Linked DNA regions of Rattus norvegicus: region 2 is linked to region 1. The links are chromatin contacts, called in public Hi-C maps. All regions are on one chromosome and are shown on one strand. Each heading gives the region's core, a stretch centred on a gene start, on an enhancer-like site or on the middle of the called end of the contact. The rest is flanking DNA. Distances are from core to core; before and after follow the strand shown.

Evidence for each region. A called contact is a pair of places that touch in the nucleus more often than the background predicts.
Region 2: a Hi-C map of kidney shows a contact between it and region 1, with 2.5 times the contacts expected there. The contact joins the promoter of Lpin2 here to the enhancer-like site in region 1. A contact is called at or near these places in 9 of 12 Hi-C or Micro-C datasets (the A7r5 cell line, Schwann cells, hepatocytes and 4 more).

What each region holds. Positions count from the first base shown.
Region 1 is chr9:118,451,264-118,456,365 of GRCr8, reverse strand. Myom1 (myomesin 1) reads right to left here. Exons shown (of 37, transcript NM_001191584.1): 22 at 1,160-1,316; 23 at 201-307; 24 at 46-90. Among named protein-coding and RNA genes, the nearest start is that of Lpin2, 77 kb to the left of the region's middle. Within about 2 kb of position 3,190, at least 11 of the 93 cell types and tissues checked have an H3K27ac peak or open chromatin away from gene starts, as enhancers often do. A contact at or near this core is called in kidney and liver, where this site is marked.
Region 2 is chr9:118,527,479-118,532,580 of GRCr8, reverse strand. Lpin2 (lipin 2) reads right to left here and starts at 2,226. Exons shown (of 20, transcript NM_001108236.1): 1 at 2,142-2,226. LOC120094977 (U6 spliceosomal RNA) reads left to right here and starts at 4,146; the gene lies at 4,146-4,252.

The DNA of each region.
Region 1 (5,102 bases), core at 1,941-4,440:
AACCACTAAAACCTGCAAGTGCACAAGGTGTATAAGTATACTCACTCGGGAACTTGTGCTCCTGGCTGAGGGCGAGCAGACGTTTCATCTCTGTATAGAAAAATGGAAGACAAGCCTTTATCTACTGAATCAAATGCTACTTGATAACAACTGGGAAAGGAAAGCCACAGTAGACTTGGGGAGAACCGATTTAAACTCACCTTCTTCGTCTATCAAGTAGCTTGACGCTATCCCGTCAGTGTCCGTTACATCACAAGAATAGGTGCCCAAGTCATCTGGCCCGAGGTCTTTAAAGACCATTTTTGTCCTTCAAAACAAAATATGTTTCCTAGAGATGAGACTGTGCGTGGTCTGTGGGCCTGTCACCCTCTCATTTCTGACACCTTGTACATGCTAGTCCCGTCATGTAGGGCACTTGTCATGTCCCCGCCCACCCCTACCCCAGTAAGCTAAACCATGCTAACTCTTGGTGTCTTGGTTTGAATGTCATTTCCACTAGAAGACTTTCCTGGGTTCTTGTAGGATGATGAGGACACAGGTGTGAATGTCCCATCTCACCCAAGCTCTGCTGCATATATAGTACACACCCTCAAGGAGACATTCTCCTGATTAGCCCTTTCTGAGGAGCCATTTTTTTTCTCCTACAGGTAGAACATGCTGCAGGTGGCTCTGGGTGCTTCTCTTGTCAGAACTGATAGTAGACTGGGATCATGCCCCCGTATAATGCCTGTGCCTTCAGAGATAGGCTTCTCCTTTGCTTTCTGGGGTTCTCTGGCACCCAGCACCTTGTCTGGAACACACCAGCTAATTAATGAACAGATTGATATTCTAGTTCACCATGGTTTCTCATTTTCTCAAGCTCTAAACAGCCATGCTATCACCTAAGATCAACCAAACGTTTTAATGTTACTGAGTGAACCAGAAGAGAAGTTTATAGTTTGATTATTGTTTTTTTTTTCTTTAACCAAATGTGTTCTACTTCAAGAACTGTGCATTTGAAGGATTATTTTAAGGCTTATACTGGTTATGGATTCGTATAATACCAGATGTAGAATAGTAATGACTTCATCTTCTTATGCCACGGAGAGTAAGTAAAGGGCAGGACTTATGTCCTTGTGGTGAAGAGGTAATGTGTTACTAGGATAGAGGCATTCCTTACTTATTGCCTTTGCTTTCAACTTCTAATCGTGGAGAGTCTTCAGAAGGGACATAATCTTTGGACCAGACGAATTCTGACTTGGGAGTCATCTGATCACATTCAAAGTTCAAGGAAATGACTCCATCATCATCCACATTCACAACAACCTCTTTGGTACCTAGAAGATTGTAAAGAAGGCATTTGGTTGAGATTTGTGATAAAACCAGACAGCCAAGAATTCTCGTGTTTAAATGCCTTCCTTTATTTAGCCTTACAGCAAGGCTGGACTAGGCCAGGGATTCTCTGAAATTCAGCTTCCATCCTGTGACAAGGAATTAAATGAATCTGTCATGTTTCTTATGTAGAGGCAACACCAGAGCCAGTTCTGTCTGCCTGGAACTGAGGAAAATTTGATGGAAATGGACACCACAGTTGGGAACAGACTTGATTGTCATTACGGACAAAGAAGTCTTGAGCAAAGGGGAAGTGGATTCATAACTTTTGCTTCAATAAATCCTGTACCTACTAAATAACCAGAAAAGAATAGAAAAACATTACTAAACTACAGAGAAATTTCCAAGAGAAAATAGAAAAAATAAGCATCACCTACATTCTCTCACTCAAAATCGTAAGTCATATCCAGAGGAAGAATGTACGGGAACTTTCTCTACTTACCCCATAACCTTATCAATTTGAAGGTGTCTCTCTAGATTGGAAATGACAACTAGAGAAGATTATCATTGAGCCATATGAAAATTTAAATGGAGATAAATTTCAAGAGATCCAATGTGTTTCAAGAAGATTGGTTTCTGGATTTTAAAAGGAAATAATTTAGAGTTATTTTATTTGGAGGGGGGGCTTATAATAAATTGCACTGGCTTCCAATATAGCAATTTAAAGTTTGTACAACAGCACATCTATTGCCAAATCCAGTTTGAAAAAAAGCAAAATGTACTCGATGTATGCAAATGTATGCAAATCCAGTCATCAGCCTAAACTCCGTTTGTTTCAGTATATTAGAAAAATTACATTTAGTCTCTGAATGTTACAGCTTTATTCTTTTTCAAAGAGTTAGAAAATTTTTCTATAGATGCTTTCCAGAGAAATGTTATTTTGTCTCTAGACGGTACCACTGAAGTCCTTCATTCTGGGTGTTGTCCAACATAACCAAGAGAGCCAGAGTCTTGTTAGGAGATGTTCAAGAGGAAACTATCCTAGATCCTGATCCTGATAGTTGAGATACTTTGTGTTCTTCCCAGCGACAATGTAAGCTTTCACTTCCGTATCTATGTATACATCCAAACAGTGATTGTTAACACAAGAGTGGAGAGGGAAGAACACAGACAGCACTAGGTCTTGCAGAGTTTTTCAGTCTTAGTTTTAAGAAATGGTTATCATCATATTTGACTCATTGTTAATCTAAAATAGCGATCAATGAAATGTCTAATTGTTCCTTAAGTGAAGCATCTGCCACACGGTCCTTGTCAAGTTGTAGGCCCTGGGTTGTTTTTTTTTTTTTTTTGTCCAGACACCCCCTTGTTATAAAGTAGTGAAGCACTGTGCTTATTGGAATTGAGGTAAAGGCTGGTGCTGAAGAATGCTTGGGCCTAGCTAGTATTACAATGCAGAGTTTGCAAGAGTCCCTGTGAGAATATAAATTTAGCATACTTGTATATCTGTGTTACTATGAGGAGGACAGAAGTGACGTCCTCCTTGTATGGGTGTTGACTAAATTGTTTTTCTCTTTTTGCACAGTGTCTGCGTTGGAAGCATGACCAAGTTACTCATATCAACCATTATCTTATCTGCAGTCCTTCCCCAGAGAAAATGAATCACCCTGTTTGCTGTTTATTATAGCAAAGACGTGAGTTAAGTTTATAAAAGAAAAGTATTGCTTGGTCTAAACTCTTAATTCCCCACCCCCGGGGCTAAAGATGGGAATTCAGTGCAGAGAAGTCACACAACTGAAAGCATATGGGTAGGTCCCTTGGCTCCACCTCCCTCTCTGATCAGTAAATACCTTTGTTCTGTAAAGCCTCACCCACCTGGAACCTGGCTCCAAACCAACAAACAAGAGAACACAGTTCTCTAAGCCGGAGGGCTCAGGTGCCAAAGTCCACTTTAGGGTCCTGCTCACCGGGAATTCCTGACTGTCACATGGGATCTATTTATTCTTCACTGTGGCAATGCTGACACACCTAACCGGCTACTTCCTTAGCAGATTAAGCTTAACAAACAGAGAAGAGCCTGCTACTGGTAAACATGTTAAGAACAGAAAGCAACCAGAAAGGAGATAGAAAGAAAAAGAAAAACCATATACCTTCTGTCCAGTAAAGGTATCACTACGTTGCAATCCTGTGCTGCGAATAAGGTTGGTAACTCTGGCTCTGAGCCATATACAGAAAGTAAATAAGAAGGCTCAGATTATTGAAATGTATAATCTTTTCAAACGACTTCGTAGAGTCTTAAAATGAAAATTAACTGATGAGTTGGCCGTGAGTTCTCAGATAAATAGAACAGCTGGATACTTAAAACTGAACTCTAATTATTTATCCGTGCCTTATTATGCTGATAAACAAGCAAGTGAAGTGAAAGCACTTTTCCACATCACTTTACACTTAGAAGTCAAGCAGGATAGAGTCTGTTGTGAAAAGAAAGACTCCCTGCAGACAGTCTCATCTAGGTGAAAGGTCAGCCCACTTTCCATCACCTCGCCCGGTTGGAAAAGAGAGCCAAAGTCCTCAGTGACTCGGGACTTTTCAGAAACTACTTCTGAATCTGTTTAAGAACATGGAAATTCACTTCGTACGCCGGGAGATTTGAGTAGAGAAAAGAATGAAAGATTATTTGGGCCTGACAAGGTATTAAAAGTTGTCCTGGGACTGCAGAGATGGTTCAGTGACTATGAGGTTATGTTCTAGTTTTATACAGGGTCCAAGTTTGGTTCCCAACACCCACAAACAAGAGGCAGCTCCAGGAGATCCAACACCTTCCGGACTTCACAGATGCCTGCACTTGTGTGCACACAGCCCCATCCTCCTCCCCTTCCTCCCCACTCATGCATGCATACACACAAGCACAAACAACACACAATTAAAAATAAATCTTTAAGAAAAAGAAAAGTTGTCCCTAGTCAGTTCTTCAACCTCAAATATTAAGGATAAAAAACTCCCGGGAACTCTCGATATGAGAATGGGCTGAGAAATGACCAGAGATAACATAAACTACTGGAAATGAACTGATTCTGACACGTTTTTCTATTTCTTAGAAAAGGAAATAAGAATGATTACATCTCAGTGAGCTGTTTACTTTCCTGCCTATCTCCATAACAAGATAGAGATATGATTTTTAAACCTTTTACATGAGCAGTATTCTAAACCTTATTGTCCTGCTCTGTGTACATATGTGCACAAGTATGACACACGTATGTTTTTAAAAACCCTCAAAAGAGGAGCAGATAGCTCAAACCACAGGGAGCAACGGTCACCAGTGGCTCGTATCACTGAGCTGTCTTTTACTTATCACACTTGACTGGCCTGCCATCTTGGCACCTACCCTGTGGCCTCCACTGGCCCTGACTTTCCCAGCTCATTCCTCACAGCCACACGAATGACGAGATGCCTAGAATGAAGGGTACATTTCTGATGCTACAAGAGATGCGCTGCTCAGAACAAGGTAGTAGTTGTTCAAATATGAAATGTCTCCCATAGGCTCATGTGGTGATTGATGCTTGGTTGTCATGGTGATGGTAGTTGTGGTGATTCCTGTGGTACTACTTTGGGAAGCCCAGAGCCCTTAAGAGGTGGGTCCTGTGCTGAGGATGTCAGTCACTGAAGATGGCCCCCAGTCCCTCTCTTACTCTCTGCCTCCTGTCTGTAAGACCATTAGCTGCTATGCTATGTCTTCCTTGCACGATGGACTAAAACCTCTCAGACACGAGGCAAACGAACCTTTCCTCCTTTGA
Region 2 (5,102 bases), core at 977-3,476, 77 kb before region 1:
AGAGTAACTAAATATATGACCTCTAGGGTCAGGGAGAGACTGAGAGACTCTGTCCCAAAAGAATATGGAACAAGGGAAGAGAGGAGGACACCTGACTCCCTCCTTTGTTTACATGAACACAAGGGGACACATTGACCTATGACATAGGTAGACCCCCAAATTAGGTAACTGTCAGCAAAGTGAGTAAGAAAACTTAATCAAATACGTTATTACAAGGGGCTTAGGATATAGCTCAGTTGGTAGAGTACTTGCCAAAGCCCTGAGTTCAAGTCCTGGAACATCCTAAACCAATCATGGTGGCACACAGTACATACTAAGTTCAAGACCTGAACTATCTGTCTGAGACCATCTCAAAAACATATAAACCTTATCGTCAGGACATCATCATCACTCTAGGGTGTATCTTCCAGCTCTTGCCATGTTCAGTGAAACATAATTCACACAGAATTCAGCCAACTGAAGCCCCGACTACAAAGCTATAAGCTATTTTGCCATGAAGGTGATATGATAGGTCCTAGGACCCTGCACCTAAGCCAAAAGCAGTAACGTAGCTAGCAATGAAGGGAGTCAGACAGAGCTAAAGCAAAGTTCCAAGTAAACCCCTAAAACAGGTACAGCCCCACCCCTAAACAAAGTGACAGGCCCTAGGGTCAGACAGAGTGCTCCAGTGAAAAGACACGAAGACTTAATGGAGACTTAAAAGCTTGCCCACAGGCTGCTAGGGACCTAAGGGAGGCAGCCCAGTATACCTCTCAGCAGGAAGGATTCCAGGTCCGTGTTTCATCGCTGAAGTATATTACACATGCAATCAGAGAATAGCTGCAGTGACCCGTACTGTACTTAAGTCAAATATTAATATTTAAACCCAACAGGATGTCCGCTGTAATGTTCACTGGCCTAACCTTTGACCACCTCTGACCTGTGGTAGCACCAAGATTATCCACCCATGGCATACCATACAAGAAAATTTGATGATTTCATTTCAGGAAGATCCACTGGCTCCCAGTGACCTACAAGGACAAACTGCTTGCTGCTTCTTCCGTTCATTCAAGCAGCCCCAACTGAAGCTCTTCTAAAAGCCAGCCTCTGTGCTTGGTAAGGAAACAGCTACTGGAGTCTTGCCTGCAGAGATTCTGTGCCCAGTGCAGGGAATAAGTCCAGTCAGTAAGAGCCCCCCCCCCCAAAAAAAACCCCAAAATGCACAATGCTAAGTGATGAGGTCAGGCACACAGCAATTCAAGAAACAAAGCCCCAACCTTTATCCCTTTATCTGCTTAACTGCACTTGGCGTTCAAGGGTTTTCAAATGTTCCCATTTCCAGAGCCTCTTAAGTACAGAGCTTCTCTGTTGAGTCTCAATTTTGCCAAACGAGAAAAGCTGAGCCAACCGTTTCGTTTCTAGCATTCTACAGCTATTCTGCTACTACTTAAAACATGAAGATCGGCGGGACCGATAAAACACAATCAAGAACACATTCAACCGGGAGGAGGAAGCCCGTAGGTGGCTCCCCACGGGCAATATGAGAGGGCACACAGGGCAGGGCAGGGCAGCCAAAAAAAAAAAAAAGGGCTAAAACACCTGTTTCCTCCCACACCTGGTAGCTGGCTGTGTCGCTAAGCCCAGTCCAGCATCACCTGTCACACTTCTTAGTCTTAAGCCTGTGAAAACCACCAACGTCAGATCAACACATAAACAAAGTGGCAAATAATCCCAAAATAGACTTCAAAATTGAACCTGTGTTATCATAACGTTTTAAATTAGTGAGGCGAGATTAAGTAATAACTTAACCGGCATCCCTACTGCTGGGCAAATGAGCTTCAGCGCCAAGCAAGAGACTCAGTTTCAATTTTTAATTTTTTTGTCTCAAAGATGCATTAAAAATAAGTGTGGCCGCTTGCTCAGCAAACCCCCAGAGCCTCTCCAAGTATCCAGCGTTCCAGTACTTTCTGAAAGCGAGGGCGATCTTCCTAGTCTTGTTCTGCATAATTATGTCTCTGAAACGCCATCCTAAATTTGAATGAAAATAATTTTCTTATGCTGGGGTGGATCCGCGGCGCTCAAAACTGGGCCGTAGAGCTCCGGCTCCCACAACAACCAGGACCTCCCAGTGTCCCGGGGGTCGCCAGCAGCAGGCTACTCACATCTGAACCTGGTCCACGGCCTGCAGGAGGCGGCGGCGGGCAAGCCAACGGCCTGAGGGAATAACTGCACCTCGCCAGCCCCGACCGGGGGATGACCGCGACCGCGCGCCGGCACCCCCTCCCCCAGGCCCCGGGCTGCGGTCCCCGGCCGCGCCGCGCAGGGCCCTGAGGACCGCTGCCGACGTGGGGGTCTCCGCAGATGCCCGCGCGTCCCCAGGCGGCGCGGCCGCGGCCACGTAGCCCACGCGAGGAGAGGCCGCGAGCGGGGACGTGGCCCCCGGGAGCCCCCGGCGCTGTCTCCGGCCCGCTTACCTGCGGCACGGCGCGCGGCTCTCACTCGGCAGACTGTCGGGCGGCCCGGGCGGGCTGCGGCGAGAAGCGGGCGAGCAAGGGGCGGGGCCGCCGCCTCAGGAGCCGCGGGCCACAGCGGAGCCCGCGGGGCCTCATGAATGGGACACGGCGGCGGCGGCGGCGGCGGCGGCGGCCAGGCTGGCGGTAGACTGCGCGCACGCCCCGCCCCGCCCCGGCCACGTGACGCGAGCTCCGCCCCCGCCGGCCGCGCGCCGCGAGCCCTGGGCCCCGCCGGGAGAGCGGCTCGACGCCGGCGCTAGCCTCGGGAGAGCGCTTTTAAAAGTTTCCTCCGGTCCCCATGGCAACCTTTGCGGCGCTGCGCGGGGCTTCAGAGCCCAGCAGCCAAAAAAAAGTGCAAACGGTCTGCTGCGTGATGGTGTGCAAACGTTGTCTCCCGCGTAACGCGAGTGCACCATCATGGGATCGCTGCAGAACCCGTATCTTTCCTTATTTACCCTTGGAGCTCAGTGATAACACCTCCTACTTAAAAGTGCACTTCAACGGCTGCAGCTGGGAGTGTTAGTGGCGTCTCCTGCTTTTTGTCTTGTTTTTCTGCAGCCGGCCCTTCCGATGGGATGGGAGTAGAGGTGGAAGCCCACGGCATCACTTCTAAAGGCTTGTTAATTTCTCCATGTGCACCGCGAGCGTGAGCAGTCTAGGGGCCGCTGAGCCATGCGTTTATACCGACTCTCTCTGGGAGGGACCCGGGCGCAGCAGTTTCTTTGCAACAATGAAGCCTGGTGGGCATAGGTTGTGCTGGGACCCAGGAAACCTTTCACTTCCCGGCCCAAGTACCTCCAGGTGAAATTCAACCAGGTTGCCTCAGTAAGGCCATCCAAGTTTACTGGGATTTTTTTCACCTCAGTGAGGCTTTTTATCTCACCAGTGAAAGAAATTTTTTCAAGGTTGGAAGTTTCCCGTAAATGTTCGAGGGATGTTACTCCGCTATGGGGAAGTGCAATTAAAGAACCCAGTCCTCGATCCCCAAGTTGATGCACTGGAAACAGCGACGCCTTCCCAATGGGGCGCTTTGAGTATTACACGTGATTCCCATAGAAAGCCCAGCATAGCTTCCAGCCTGGACTGTAGAACACGCCGTTACTATTTGTTTTCTAGCTTTTCATTCTCCATCTTGACTTTTCCTGTTTCTCTCGGGATAGTTTCATTACCTCCTACCTTGGGAGGGAAATATTCTCAGGCTTCCTTCCTTTCATCATGCAGGAAGTACGAGACAACCCGCCCTTCCTCTGTCACCGCCCCCTCTGGGGTTTGACACCTTACTCCGAAGGATTGGCTCCTGTTTCTAGTATTTTCCTCATTCTCTGGTGGCTGCCTGATTTTATACTACTACTGAGACAGAGTGGGAACTAATTAAATATTCATTGACTGTCCCTCAACTTCCTTCCGCTGTGAAGTGGGGGCACACCCAACTCCCATCTGCTTCAGTGCCCAAGTCTCTTCTCACTTTCTGACCCCGCCACCTTCCAGGTCCATAGCCCGGAACCTTCCCCCACCAATCATGTCTTCTAGTCTAGATGTCTCTTCCTTCATTTCAAAGCGAGAAGGCCTTGCTGACCCTACTGTCGTTTGGTTCAAGATGTTTTGACTGGAATTTCGTGCCTTCTTGATATTTTGTTTAAGAACAGACATCTTGGGCTCGCTTTGGCAGCACATATACTAAAATCGGAACGATACAGAAAAGATTAGCATGGACCCTGCGCAAGGATGACACGCAAATTCGTGAAGCGTTCCATATTTTTAGAGGCCAATACTAGCAGCAAACCATTGACCTGAGAACAGGGTCCCTGTTAGAGGAGTTAGAGAAAGGATTGAAGGAGCTGAAGGGGTTTGCAACCCCATAAGAACAACAATACCAACCAACCAGAGCTCCCAGGGACTAAACCATCATCCAAAGAGTACACATGGACTGACCCACGGCTCCAGCTGCATTTGTAGCAGAGGATGGCCTTGTTGGGCACCAATGGGAGGAGAAGCCCGTGGTCCTGCCAAGACTGGACACCCCCCCCCAACATACACCAACATATAGGGGAATGTCAGGGCGGGGAGGCAGAAAGGGGGGGTGGTTGGGGCGGGGGAACACCCTTATAAAAGAGGGGGGAGGAGATAGGGGGCTTATGGGTGGGAAACCAGGAAAGGGAATAACATTTGAAATGTAAATAAAAAATATCCAATAAAAAAAAACAAAACCAGACATCTTTCCGTGTACTTTCAGGATTTCCCTCACTGTGCTGTAGCACCCCCCTCCCGGTTACAAGCCCAGGTAACATTCTTCACAATAAGAAGGGGAATTGGGGGGTTGGGGATTTAGCTCAGTGGTAGAGCAAAGAAAAAAAAAAAAAAGAAGTGGAATTGGCATGCCTTGCTAAACTATTTTTAAAATGTTTCTAGGTAGTACCTGAGCTCATCATTGTTGGGTAATGTAAAAAAATTAATTAATTAATTAAAGTCAGCGTATCAAGAAAACCAAAATGACATTTGCTAAGTACGGTCTTGAGTGATGCCTTACTACAGTGGTTCATCGGTTTTAATATTGGAAAATGAGTGTTTTGAATATCAATAGGCCACAGTTTTCAATATAAGCATGACTGT